Regions from separate parts of the Callithrix jacchus genome. Here region 1 is linked to region 2. A link is a contact called in public Hi-C data. All regions are on one chromosome and are shown on one strand. Each heading gives the region's core, a stretch centred on a gene start, on an enhancer-like site or on the middle of the called end of the contact. The rest is flanking DNA. Distances are from core to core; before and after follow the strand shown.

The links. Hi-C and Micro-C count contacts between places; a contact is called where the count stands out from the background.
Region 1: a contact with region 2 is called in a Hi-C map of induced pluripotent stem cells, with 1.9 times the contacts expected there. The contact joins the promoter of ANXA5 here to the enhancer-like site in region 2. A contact is called at or near these places in 3 of 3 Hi-C or Micro-C datasets (induced pluripotent stem cells and skeletal muscle).

What each region holds. Positions count from the first base shown.
Region 1 is chr3:75,997,852-76,004,878 of calJac240_pri, forward strand. ANXA5 (annexin A5) reads left to right here and starts at 2,898. Exons shown (of 13, transcript XM_002745469.7): 1 at 2,898-3,002; 2 at 3,241-3,297. The coding sequence starts at 3,289.
Region 2 is chr3:75,960,203-75,966,679 of calJac240_pri, forward strand. No RefSeq gene overlaps it. Among named protein-coding and RNA genes, the nearest start is that of ANXA5, 37 kb to the right of the region's middle. Within about 2 kb of position 1,594, at least 2 of the 16 cell types and tissues checked have an H3K27ac peak or open chromatin away from gene starts, as enhancers often do.

The DNA of each region.
Region 1 (7,027 bases), core at 1,648-4,147, 39 kb after region 2:
CTTTACCTCCCTGAATACGCAAAACAGTTTAACATGGCATGCATATTTCTACCGCAATGCACATTCCCAAATAAATATCATTTTCCTTTTAGAAAGTCTCCCTCTCTGTTACTAGGCTGAGAAGAGGTAGTGAAAGAGATTTCCTGAGTGCCTATCATTTACAACACTAAGTAGTCAGGAACATCAGTTGTTCCAAATCCATCAGTTCGATACATGATTCAAAGCAGAATCTTTATGTGGCAGTCCCTATTTATGTACTTTCCACTCCAGCCATTTTAGACAGTTCAAATCACACAGACACAGAGATCCTTTCTTTCTTTTGGTTCACTTAACCAGACCACCCTTTCTTTCTTTCATAGTCTGATACAATATCCTCTCTCAGAAGCCTAAATCAAATGCCATGTCAAGCATTTGACAAAACATTAGCTCTTTCCTCTGAAACTAATCACACTTTGATTGTATTCTATGCATTTTTTCATGATTTGTAGTCTGTCTCTCATTGTAGTGTCTGTATACATGCTTTATCTATACTATTAATGTGCAAACTCTTGGTATGGCTTTTCCACAGGTGCTCAGTGTATAGTTGCCAAGTACAATTAAATTGTATCAATTTAGGTTTATGTTCAATGCTTCTCAGAAATGGCTTCATATCATTTTTGCAAAATAGTGTTCCCTTTATTTCCATTCCCAAGCACTTTATTTCTTTATAGCACACATCACGCAGGACATATTAGATATTTGTTTATTGTTTGTTTCCTCCACCAGAATGTGTGACCTATGAGGGCAGGGCCTTTGTTTCATTTACTGTGTTATCCCCAGTGCCTAAACCTGTGCCTGGTCCAGAGTAGGAGTTGAATAAACTGATATTACTGGGAGTGAAAGCAATGCTAACCGGGGTACATCAAGACTCTGGGTCCAATAACTCATCAATTCCATAAGTATTTGGCTGCAGGACATAGAGCAAGTCATTAACCCATGATGAGTCTCATGTACCTATAAAATCAATGATCGTCACATATAGGATCTCTGAGGTCCTGTTTAATTCCATTAATGCAAGAGTAGAAAGTGAGAAAAGCAAACAGAGTTCAAGTGGATGTGGGTGGGAAAGAAGAATGCTCTAGGCAAGATTAAAGGTCCTGCTTTTTGGTGCCGGGAAGAGAGAAAGTAGAAAAGCAGGAGCAACAGAGATAGATGCTCAGAAAAGGGCTGCCTTCACATATATTAATGCCTGTAAAGAAAGCCCGGGGGAGGTGCTGACTTGGGGAGAGCCTGAGGCTGAGTAGACAGCTGAGCTGGTGGAGAGGAGGCTCCCAGAGGAAAGGCAACCTGCCAGTGGAGTGGGGGTGATGGGGTTGCCAAGCTCCACATACTTTGCAATTTTGCCTGCTTTTCCAGAGAACAACCACTCTGTTGTGACTTTGTCAGGGCTGGAATAAGCATGTGGTTCACACATGAAAGCAAATGAAAACTTCTATACAAAGAAGCATACTTGCTGTCCATTTAATTCTTCCTCATTCTCAAAGAAGACTAGCTCCTTATCTCTTACCCTTAACCTCCATATTGAGAAGCACTCTGCACTTCTCATTCTAGTGTATGTCTAGAACACTGCATCTAGTGTCACAAACTTGTCCTCTTGCCTCTTCTGCCCTGGCACCGTCCCTCCCCATACCAGTAAGTCTGAGAAGGTCACTGTGTCTTCTACTTTTTCTTTTTCAACATGTAGAGACAAAACTGATTATATCCTGGATGTGAATCTGCCACGTCGACCTTTGATGAACCTCAGTTTCATGAGTACCTCCAGATTCCTAGGATTTTTTTTTAAAACTGTCCTTAGCATAAGAACATGTCAACCTTGATGCTATTGCACACATTATAGGTAATGACACATACAGCATTCTCACCTGTCCTGGAGGGCAGCCTTTAATTGTCTTGCACAGAGCAGTATACTCTTTCCTTAAGGCACAAGGCCAGGGTCTGGGAAGTAACAGCGGAGAAATCTATCTGCTTGCTGCAGCCCAAAGCCACGCTTCTGTCTACAATATCCTCCAATATCCAGACGGACTTGTCTGTCTTGTTCTTTGGTGTCTTGGTTCCTTCGCATTTGGGGGCTGCTGTGCACATAAGGTCCTTTCACAGAACACAGCAGCATGCTAGTACAATATGCTGTAGATTCTCCCTTCCTCTCCCCTCTCTCTCATATACTCATATTTTGTTGAACCAATATGAGGCATGGCTCAAATTTAAGTCACTAAAGTTCTAGGCTAGTTCTGGAAACAGAAACTGATTGGAAGTAGAGGCTTTGAAATATGCTACTAGAAGGCTGTATATGTAAAAGAGGGCCATCTAGGAAGCAATCATTGGCATTAAAAACAATAACAAAACAACAGAAACAAAAACAACTTGGGAAACGGCCCTCCCTTCACGTTTTTTCTATCCCATGGTCAAAGGCGCGCTGTCCTTAGCTGCAGTGATTTTGTCTCGCCTCCAAAAAGACGCTCACGCACTGCTATGTGGAGCACCCGAGTGAGGCTATGGTTCCTGCGGTAACAGACGGCAGGGAGGCTCAAACATCCCCAAACCCCGAGTCCTGAACAGCACCCCACGCCCTTCCAGCGGTGCAAGGATCAGGCGATAGCCGGGACACTCAGGGGAGCTGCGCCCCCTCCCGGTTCTGGCAGCCCTGCGGCCGCGCCCCATACAGACCCGCGGGGCCCGCGGGACAATCCGGGCCCCGGGAGACCAACTGGGACGAGCCGCGCCCACGCAGGCGCGCTGAGGCCCGGGCAGGGGCGGGCCGGGCTGGCGCAGTCAGCCTGCGGTCGAGGCCCGGCGGGGGTGGGCCGGGCCAAGCCGGGCAGGGCCGGGGCGGGGCCGATGGCGTTTCCGTTGCCTGGATCAGTCTGGGTGCAGCTGCCGGATCCTTCAGCCTCGGCATCCCGTACCGCCGTCCCGCGCTCCGCCGCTCTTCCGCGGGTTCGGGGCACTTTGGTCCCACGGTCTGGGTGAGTGGCCGCCTGGCCCGGGGAGGGGGCTCCCTCCGGAGAGGGGAGCGGTCCCCGGGCACTGGGTTCGCGCGGACGCTCGGCCAAGAGTTATCCCGGTAGCTACGAGAGGGCGGGTCGGCCCTTTGGCGGGGCCCTAGGGACTGTCTGAATGCTGCCGCGTGCCCGCCGACCTGCGCTTGGGGAGGGCGCGAGTTGCGAGTGGCGCGCTAAGCCAGAGGTGTCTCGTCTTTTGCAGTCCTGCTTCGCCTTCCCCTGACCTGACTCGTCGGTCAACGGAAACGCCATGGCACAGGTAAGGCCGTGCGCCCCGCATCGAGCTGGATTTACCCACAGCTTTGTATGCTGGGATGAGGGACTTTTAGAATTTGTCTGAAAGTCAAAAAGTTTAGGAGGAAACGGAAGCTGCTTTGGGGACATCGCTTCCACCTTTCTTGTTTCCCTTTGGCTTCCCCACCCTCTTTCCTGTGTCCCGGTTCTTCCCGTGGAGCACCAGCCCTCGAGCGCAGCAGCCGGTGACGTGGCCGGATTTGTGTGCGCTCCCTTTTCATGAGTGAATGTGTAAAAGTAGGCCTTCCCCAAAATCCAGAGAGTCACTAAAATTAGAACCAGAATGAGAACAGCTCATCGTGGTCATGTGAGGCGAACACACTTTTTCCCCCCTCCTTGACTTCCTTTCTTTTTTTTTCCGCAAAGTATTTTAATACTGTGATTGATCACTGGCTTTTTCCAGTTGCTCAGCCCAATTTTACTAAAAGAAACTGTTCGTTGTAGGCTCTAATTATTTTTTTTTTTTTATGCGAAAGACTAAACACAAGTGCTCTTTTTCTTAAGCAATGAACTCGTGGAACGGGTTCTCAACTGAATTTGCCTCGGGACGGTTTCAGAAATGGATAATCTTACGCAGGCTATGCAGGCTTTCTTTACTGTGTTTTCTCTCTTTTTTTATTATTTTATTTATTTATATAATTTTTATGAGAAGGAGTCTCACTTTGTCGCCCAGGCTGGAGTGCAGCGATACGATCTCGGCTCACTACAACCTCTGCCTCCCAGTTCAAGCAATTCTCTTGACTCAGTCTCAAGTAGCTGGGATTACAGACACATGCCAGAACACCCAGCTAATATTTGGATTTGTAGTAGAGACCGGATTTCACCATGTTGGCCAGGCTGGTCTCAAACTCCTGGCCTCAAGTGATCCTCCTGCCTGGGCCTCCCAAAGTGCTGGTATTTCAGTCCTCTATCACCATGCCTGGCTTCTTTACTGTTATTAATGTTTTCAGAAATGTAGGAAAAAGAAAATAGTTTAAGATCTCCAAAATTGAGGATGTTATACAGTGTTTTGTGAGTAAGATATCAGGGCTTAAAAATTCCACAACTGATTCCACAGATCTTGTCAATCTAACTGACTTATCAGAGTCCAGATAGTTTTTTTTAAAGAAATGTTTTAACTGCTAAAACAATGCTGTCTCTTATTTGTAGTTCACTTTTTATCAGATTGACTTATCAAAATTGAATAAGGTTTCTTGGTCCTTTCCAAGTGAAAATGGGAGGATTAAGATGAGTTAGTTACTTCATTAAACTTTTACAGTGCTCCCATTCTTACTTCCTCTTTTGCACTTATATGTTACTCAATTCTCATATTACTCAAGTGGAAAGTTTGGTTTAGGTTCTTCTCCATAGAAAGGATACTTTTCTGTGAAATTAACTTTCCTGAGGAATGTTTTTTCTATCTTGATATGCTGGTCTGGTGATTACGTGACGATTTAGCAAGCATCGAAGAATAATTCCCTCTATCTTTGCTCATTTGACAGTTTCTTGAGTCTCTTTTTTAAGTTCCGAAGTGATGTCTGAGGGTCATCAATTCCTTTGCATTGTGTAGACTGTTTACCTGGATAGTATAAGTGAACACATTTTCCAGTCATGAACATTAATTTTAATAATTTCAAAGAATTATTATATCATAAAGGCCATGTGTATGTAAAATCTAGGAGAATGGTGGTTTGCACATCAAATTATGTACCTGAGCCCTATGACAATATAATACCAAACTGTTTCTATCAAAACTGCAGTTTTTACTCATCATAAAAGTTACAAGTAATGTTTAAAAAAGATAGAGTGTTAAATTTTGTTCTAGTTTTGTTACTAGTTACTCTTGGAAACCATGAAAGTAAAACACTTTGTTAAAATGTTTAGTATTAAAGCTGGGTGGGGCATCTGAGCGGTAAGAATGTCATGAAGGCAAAACTAGATTACGTAATTGTTCATTAGAAATTTCATAAATATCAGAATTATCTCCATGATATATGTTTAAGTTACAAGGTTTGATCAGAAATCTTTTGGGTTGGCTTAACATTATTATGGTAATTAAAAAAAAAGCCCTGTGCCAAGCAAGCAGGAGATATGTAAGTAAGTAAATTTGAGATGAAGCTCATTCCAGAGGAACTGACTGGATATTGATTATATCTTTTCATGCCATTCTTTTTTTTTCTTTTTTTTTTGAGTTAGAGTCTTGCTCTGCCGCCCACTGCAACCTCTTCTTCCCAGGTTCAAGCAATTCTCCTGCCTTAGCCTCCTGAGTAGCTGGGATTACTGGTGTGTGCCACCACACCCAGCTAAGTTTTATATTTTTAGTTGAGATGGAGTTTCACCATATTGGTCAGGGGGTCTTGAACTCCTGACATCATGATCCACCCACCTTGGCCTCCCAAAGTGCTGGAATTACAGGCATTTGCCACTGCTCCCAGCCCATGCCATTCATTGTTAAAGTCAAGGCTCTGTGGAGCTAATGTTCCCTTTTAGGATTTTAGGCCATGGTTACCTGTTTACCCAGGGCCTTTGCTGCTCCCGGTGGTCTCTCTCAGTTCCTTATCTCTTTGGCTCTTACCTTCATTTTGGCTGCTGGGAAATAGCTAGATCTAAAACCACTTGGCTGCTTTTTAGGGCACTGAGCAATTCATTGGCGTTCAGCAAACCCTAATTTCCTTATCTAATATTCAGTTCTCTTTGGAGGGCCTACATAGGTGATCAAGCCAGTTAGAAGTAGGCAGTCAGTCGGCTTTCTTCTTTTAATGACTTAGAAGTTCAAAATGATAGAAATATAACAATACTTTTATAGCATAGATTCATTCCTGAAGTACATTTTATTCCTATAACCTTATACTGTTCTAAAATTTCACAAATGCATCTGTTTCTTAAAAATTAGTGTTTCTGAGACCTTTGCTTTAACTGCTTCTTAGACTCAGTCTTTCAGTTTAGTAATTTGCATAATATGTAAACATATCATCAGTTGATTAATTGCAAGGAATTATATTCCTGCTGGCTTCATTTCTTTGGTGACTTTTTTTTTCAACCCCAAGATGGATTCTCACTCTGTCATCCAGGCTGAAGTGCAATGGCATGATCTCAGCTCACAGCAACCTCCGCCTCTTGGGTTCAAGTGATTCTCCTGCCTCAGCCTCCTGATTAGCTGAGATTTCAGGCATGTGCCTACTACATCTGGCTAATTTTTGTAGTTTTAGTAGAGATAGGGTTTTGCCATGTTAGCTAGGCTGGTCTTGAACTTCTGACCTCAGGTGATCTGCCTGCCTTGGCCTCCCAAAGTGCTGAGATTACAGGCATGAGCCACCATGCCCAGCTGGACACTAGTTCTTAACTGTTCTCTTTTTCATCAGTGCATGCATTCGTGAATGTATGAGGCTTTTGCACTTTCACTATGTGCCAAGTATTGTTAAACATGAGTGCAATGGGAAATGGATCTAAGAATTATTGACATAATAGATGCATTGCTAAGTCCTTTGTGTATATTATTTAGTCCTCATAACACAGTTTTGGAAATAAATATTACTATTTTTGTTTCACAGAAGAGGAAATTGAGGTTACCTATCTGGCATCGTTTGTATGGGACAAAGGAGGGAAGCCATTATACAGAGAGGCAACAGTAGCAAATAAATACTTAGGGATATAAAAGCGTTTGGCATGATGAAGTGAAGCTGTAGTGAGATAGGGAAATTAAGCCGTGACTTGGA
Region 2 (6,477 bases), core at 344-2,843:
TGTTTGGTGAATAGCAAAGTGTTCAGTCTGCCAAGGATGGAGTGAGGGAAGGGCAGAGTGCTTATTAAAATGAGATCAGGTTGGTGACAGGCAACCATATCAGGTAGGCTCTTAGAGGTCACTGTAAAGTGTTTGCTTTTACTCTGAATTGAGAATCCACAGGAGAGTTTTGAGGAGAGAAGTGATATAATACGACGTGTGGTTTAACAGAATCTCAGTGGTATTATATTGATGATACACTGAATGGGGAAGAAGGAAGTATAAGGCTATTGCACAATAAGGCAAAAGACAATGTTGGTTGAACCACGATGGTAATAGTGGAGGTGGTGAGACTCGCAGATCAAGAGCTTCCAGAGGCACCAGTTAACTATATGTTTAATGTTAGACGGGCCTCTTGGAATTGTAAAATGTGGCAGTACTGGGTAAGTCAAATTCTAGTTAGGCATTTTCTCTTTTAATATAGAGTCACACAGGCTAGAGTGCACTGCACTATCTCAGCTCACTGCAACTTCTCCCTTCTGGGTTCAAGTGACTCTCCAGCCTCAGTCTTGTGAGTAGCTGAAACCACAAGTGCCCACCTCCATGCCTGGCTTATTTTTGTATTTTTAGTAGAGATGGAGTTTCACTATGTTGGCCAGCCTGTCTTGAACTTCTGGCCTCAAGGGATCTGCCCTCCTCAGCCTCCCAAAGTGCTGGTATTACAGGCGTGAGCCACCATACCCGACCTCCGGGCACATTTTGAGGCAGAGACAACCACATTTGCTGATGCAGAATGCGAAGGAAGAGAGATGTCAAAGATGACTCCAAGGTTTTTGGCCTGAGCAACTAGCAAGTTGAGGTTGCCGTCAGTTGAGATGGAGAAGACAATAAAAGGAGCAGGCTGGGGGTGGAAGCAATAATAGAAACTCAGTTGTAGATGCATTAAGCTTGAATTCAGAATTCTACATTTGGGAGATGTAGAATTAACATTAACATACAGATGGCATTTGAAGCCATGAGAATGAATGAGACTGCTTAGCAAGTGAAGGTGGTGAGAATAAATGAGATCACCCAAAAAGGGAGTATGGGAAGGGGAAAAAAGATGCCAATCCTAACGCACCGCAATGTTCAGAGGTGAGCAAATGGAAAGGACCCAGAAAAAGAGATGAGGCAGGAGACTGGAGAGGTGGGAAAAAGGCCGACCAGAGAGCGATGCTGGAAGCCAAGTGAAAGAAATGCTTAAAGAAGAGATGCAGAAGGAATGAAGTAGCCTGGCATGAGGTCTTAGAAATGTTTACAAGAGTGGCTTTCTTGGGCTGTTTGAATCTGATCCACGTTGATCAGTGGAGTATTAAAGAACACCCATGCTTGTAGCCCCCTGAACATGGACAATAAAGATCCAGCTTATCATTTGCAAGGACAGCCTGGTATTCTAGAGGAGGGACTACTGGGATAGAAGACATTTCAAAGCATTCTATCATGGCTATAATGCTTTCATTTCTATCTTTCTTAAAACACCTATTTTAACAAGTTGTTTTGGGCTCTTGCCTGGAAAGCTAAAAAAAGCGAGAAGCTGTCTGTTGCCTTAAGCCCCACAGCCTAGCACAGTACATGAGAAGAATGTGTGAATATACATTGCTATACATTGCTGGATTCATGATGTGGCACTGCTAAAGCCATGCTCAGAAGCAGCAGCAAAGAAAAAAACCATGCAAATTCCTTTTATTACCAATTGACTTTGAGAACCTAAATAAATACTTTTCAGTTTTCTTAAATGAGACTTGTAGAGAGGGAAGTGTCACTAGGAATTATAAAACGTAATTATTTTTGAAAGACTAGAAGATTGAAATATCTTGCTATTAGTCACTTCAAGTAGAAATGTGAAAATCATTGCATTAGTCTGTTTTCTGCTGCTTAGAATACTTGAGGCTGGCTAATTTATAAGCAAGAAAATTTATTTCTTGAAGTTCTGGAGGCTGAGAAATCCCAGGTTGAGGAGCTGCATCTGGTGAGGGCCTTCTTGCTGGTGGGGACTCTCTGCAGAGTTCTGAGGCAGCACAGAGCATCACACAGTGAGGGGGCTGAGCATGCTGACATTCTAACTCAGGTCTTCCCCCTTCATATAAAGCCACTGGTTCCCCCATCTTTGATAATCCATTAATCTATCAATGGATTAATAATTCATTCATGAGGGCAGAGACCTTATGATTCAATCACCTCTTAATGGTCCCAACTTTCAATATTGCTAGTTTGGGGATTAAGTTTCAACATGAGTTTTGGAAGGGACATTCAAACCATAGCAATTATTTTTTTAAATGTAGCAAAAAACTACCCTTCTTTTCTTTTTAAGTAAGAATAAAATGTTTGAAGAGAATATGGGTCAGTCCTTTTTTCAAACACTTCCTCCTAAATTGAAGTGTCCTTAACAAATTCTATGTGCTTTTACTCATCTCAAACATATTTTAAGATAGGGGAAAGAGGGAGAAAGATTTAAATAAATGAATATCCAAAGCAGTTTAAAGTAATTAAAATTTTCCTTTTCTATAGAAAAAAATGTTTTTAAAATGTTTAATCTGCTCGTTTCAAATTTAAATGTTATTCATAGAAAAGCTACTGAAAATTTGGTACCTCTGAACAAATTTCTTTTTAAGGAAAACATAAATTTTTGGCTTTTTACTTTTGAAAAACTTACGAATAAGCAATATTAAGTAACTATCATTTATTTCTAGCATATTTTGGTTCCACCGATTTATTTATTTATTTAGGGACAGAATCTCGTTCTGTCACCCAGACTGGAGTGCAGTGGCACAATCCTGGCTCACTGCAACCTCCAGCTCCCGGGTTCAAGTGATCCTCCTGCTTTAGCCTCCTGAGTAGCTGCAACCACAGGCATGTTGCTACCACGCCCAGCTAATTTTTGTTTTTTTAGTAGAGTCAGGGTTTTATCATGTTGGCTAGGCTGGTCTTGAACTCCTGACCACAAGTGATCAGTCCACCAAAGTGCTGGGATTACAGGCGTGAGCCACTGCACCCTGCCTGGTCACATACATGTTTATGAAAATCAATTATAATTAATTTCTTTAAACCATTGAGTTTAAACATTATCAGAAATAATTTGATCTTCCTAGATTATTGCTCTAACCTGCATATTGCAGTATAGGAATCCCAAATTCCTTAACAAGCTGCACATGTCTCAGTGGATTGAACCAAATATCCTCCTCTTTCAGATCTGTGGTCTCTGGGAGAATAGGGACCCTGCTCCATGACCTACTGAGAAACCACTCTGGGGGAGGACATCTCACGGCTGCCTTTGTACTCTGCCAAGGCACAGACCTTGGTTCAGAAATTGTGAATTCCTTGCAGTGCTGTTTTTTGGCCCTGAGGCAGCTCTGCAGGGGCCTGGGCCTCTTCCCTCCTTGAGAAAACAGTTCCTTCGCTTGCTGCTTGAAGCTTCTTTTTCCACAGCAGGATTTTTCCAAACCTGAGCAATGCATTATGAAATCAATTTAATGGTTGAAAGGGAGAGTCATTAATAATTATAGGGATAAGGGCATCAACTAGGCAAACCAGGACACATGATCACCAACTAATTCAACACTAGCATTAGAGAAAATGAAATGGAATGAAATAGAATCAGAACAGAAAATACCAGTGTGTCACACAGAGAAAGTGTAGTGTTTTGTGAAACTTTTCCTGGGGGCAAGAAAAACAAGTCTTATTGGAGGCAAGGACAAAAGCACTGGAAAACTGCAAAGTGGAGCTTGGGAACAGGCACCATTAATCCTCAGTAGTTCTTCCTACACTGGTCTCTTTCCATCCAAATCTAAGTTTTCAAACAAGGCAACTCCCACAAGTAAACTCGCACCTGTCCCACCAGTTAATTGGCCTGAACCCCTGGCACTGAGCCCAGGTTAAGCCAAGTTCTGAAACATAGTGGCTTTGTTTAAAGGAAAATCCTTTTCTTGTCTAGAATATAATATACAATCGGTAAGGGAGATACGGGATCTAAAGGGGGTCTAAAGCATATGGGTATCTAAATGTGAATGTTTGTAAAAAATAGAAGCTGTTTTATTTTTTATTTTATTATTCTTATAATTTTGAGATGGAGTCTCGCTCTGTTGCCCAGGCTGGAGTGCAATGGCGTGATCTTGGTTCACTGCAACCTCCACCTCTGGAGTTCAAGTGACTCTCCTGCTTCAGCCTCCCAAGTAGCTGAGATTATAGGCACTCACCACCACATCCAGCTAATTTTTGTATAGTACAGACGGGATTTTACCATGTTGGCCAGGCTAGTCTCAAACTCCCGACCTCATGATCCATCCGCGTCATCCTCCCAAAGTTCTGGGATTACAGTGTGAGCCACTGAGCCCGGCCTTTTTATTTTATTATTATAAAATAATAATATTATTATTCTCCTTGAGGGTAAGAACCTTCTTAGAAAATAGCACCAAACCTGACAGATGGAGGACCTTAGTGCTTATTGAACTCTGCTTGTCTGATGGCTGAGTTTTCTCTGGTTTTGATAACCTTGCGTAGTTTCATAAGTGGTGTAACTCCTTCTTTTGTGGAACCGCTTCAGTGTTTTCTCTCATAATAAGGATGAATATCCAGCAGGAAATAATATCATAATGGGGAAGATTCCATGAGATAATTCACAGAAAGCAGTTAGTATGGTGCTTGATATCTAGTGAGTGCTCAGCAATGGCAATGGTTGCTGTTATTGCTATTAAGTAAACAGAATAAAGACAGAAGCACACAGAAAAATATATGAACTGTTTGCCCTTGTTTCACTCTGCAGAAGCAGGCAGGGCCTTTTAACTTATTTTACCTAATAAGCAGAACCACCAGGTTCTAGTGAACTGATTTTTAATGAATACATCTGATCTTAGGCCCCTGACCCACCTGCTTTTTATGTAATCTCTGTGGTGTCTTTTTACTCACATAACACGGAGCAGGCTTTTGTCAGGTTGTGAAGCAAGAACAAGGTCATCAGCCTCCGTGCTGATTCCTCTGAAATTGAAAGGCCTATGCCTCTGGTTTGGTTCTGGCACTCTTTCTCTGGGCTTTGGTGGTAGTCTGATGGAGAAGCCTGGCTTTCTAAGCAGAGAAGCAGGGTTTTTCAGCCTCAGCATGATTGGCTATTTGGACTGGATAATTTTTTTGTTGTGGGAACTGTTCTGTGAATTGTAAGATGCCGGTAGCACCTTTTCCCCATCCCATCCCCAGTCGTGACAACCAATATGGTTCAGAACATTGACAAATGGTCCCTAATCAAGAAACACTGGGACATATTAAAGAGAAGAGCCAAGATAATAGTCCCAAAATATGTCAATTTTAAGACATTTCAATGAAATGCCATATATATATGTATATATATATATATACACTATGTTTGTATATACATATAGTCATATAGATACTGTGTATATACTAACATATACAGATAAATATGTGTAAACTTATAAAGTTTAAAGGGTACTCTTGCCATATAGACCAATGGAACAGAACAGAGACCTCAAAGATAACACCATGCCTCTACAACCATCTGATCTTCAATAAACCTGACAAAAATGAGCAATGAGGGAACAGGATTCCCTATCTAATAAATGGTGCTGAGAAAACTGGCTAGCCATATGCAGAAAACTGAAACTGGATGCCTGCCTTACATCTTATACAAAAATTAACTCAAGATGGATTAAAGACTTAAGTGTAAAACCCAAAACCATGAAAACCCTAGAAGAAAACCTAGGCAATATCATTCAGGACATAGGCATGGGCAAAGATTTTATGACAAAAACTCCAAAAGCAATTGCAACAAAAGCCAAAATTGATAAATGGGATCTAATTAAACTAAAGAGTTTATGCACAGGAAAGAAATTATCATCATAGTGAACAGGCAGCCTATAGAATGGGAGAAAATTTTTGCAAACTATTCATCTGACAAAGGTCTAATATCCAGAATCTGCAAGGAACTTAAACAAATTTACAAGAAAAAAACAAACAACCCCATGAAAAAGTGATGCGGTTGTTTTATTCTTGTAAATTAGGCAAAGAATATGAACAGACACTTCTCAGAAGAAGACCAAAAAACGTGGCCAAAAAACACGAAAAAAAGCTCAACATCACTGATCATTAGAGAAATGCAAATCAAAACTGCAATGAGATATCATCTCATGCCAGTCAAAATGGTGACTATTAAAAAGATAAGAAACAATAGATGCTGGCAAGGCTGTGCAGAAATAGGAATGTTTTTACACCTTGTTGGTGGGAATGTAAATTTGTTCAACCATTGTGGAGGACAATGTGGCAATTCCTCAAGAATCTAGAACCAGGAATACCATTTGACCCAGCAATCCCATTAGTGAGTATATACCCAAAGGAATATAAATTATTCTACTATGAAGACACGTGCACACATGTTTATTACAGCACTATTTATAATAGCAAAGACATGGAACCAATGCAAATGCCCATCAGTGATAGATTGGATAATGAAAA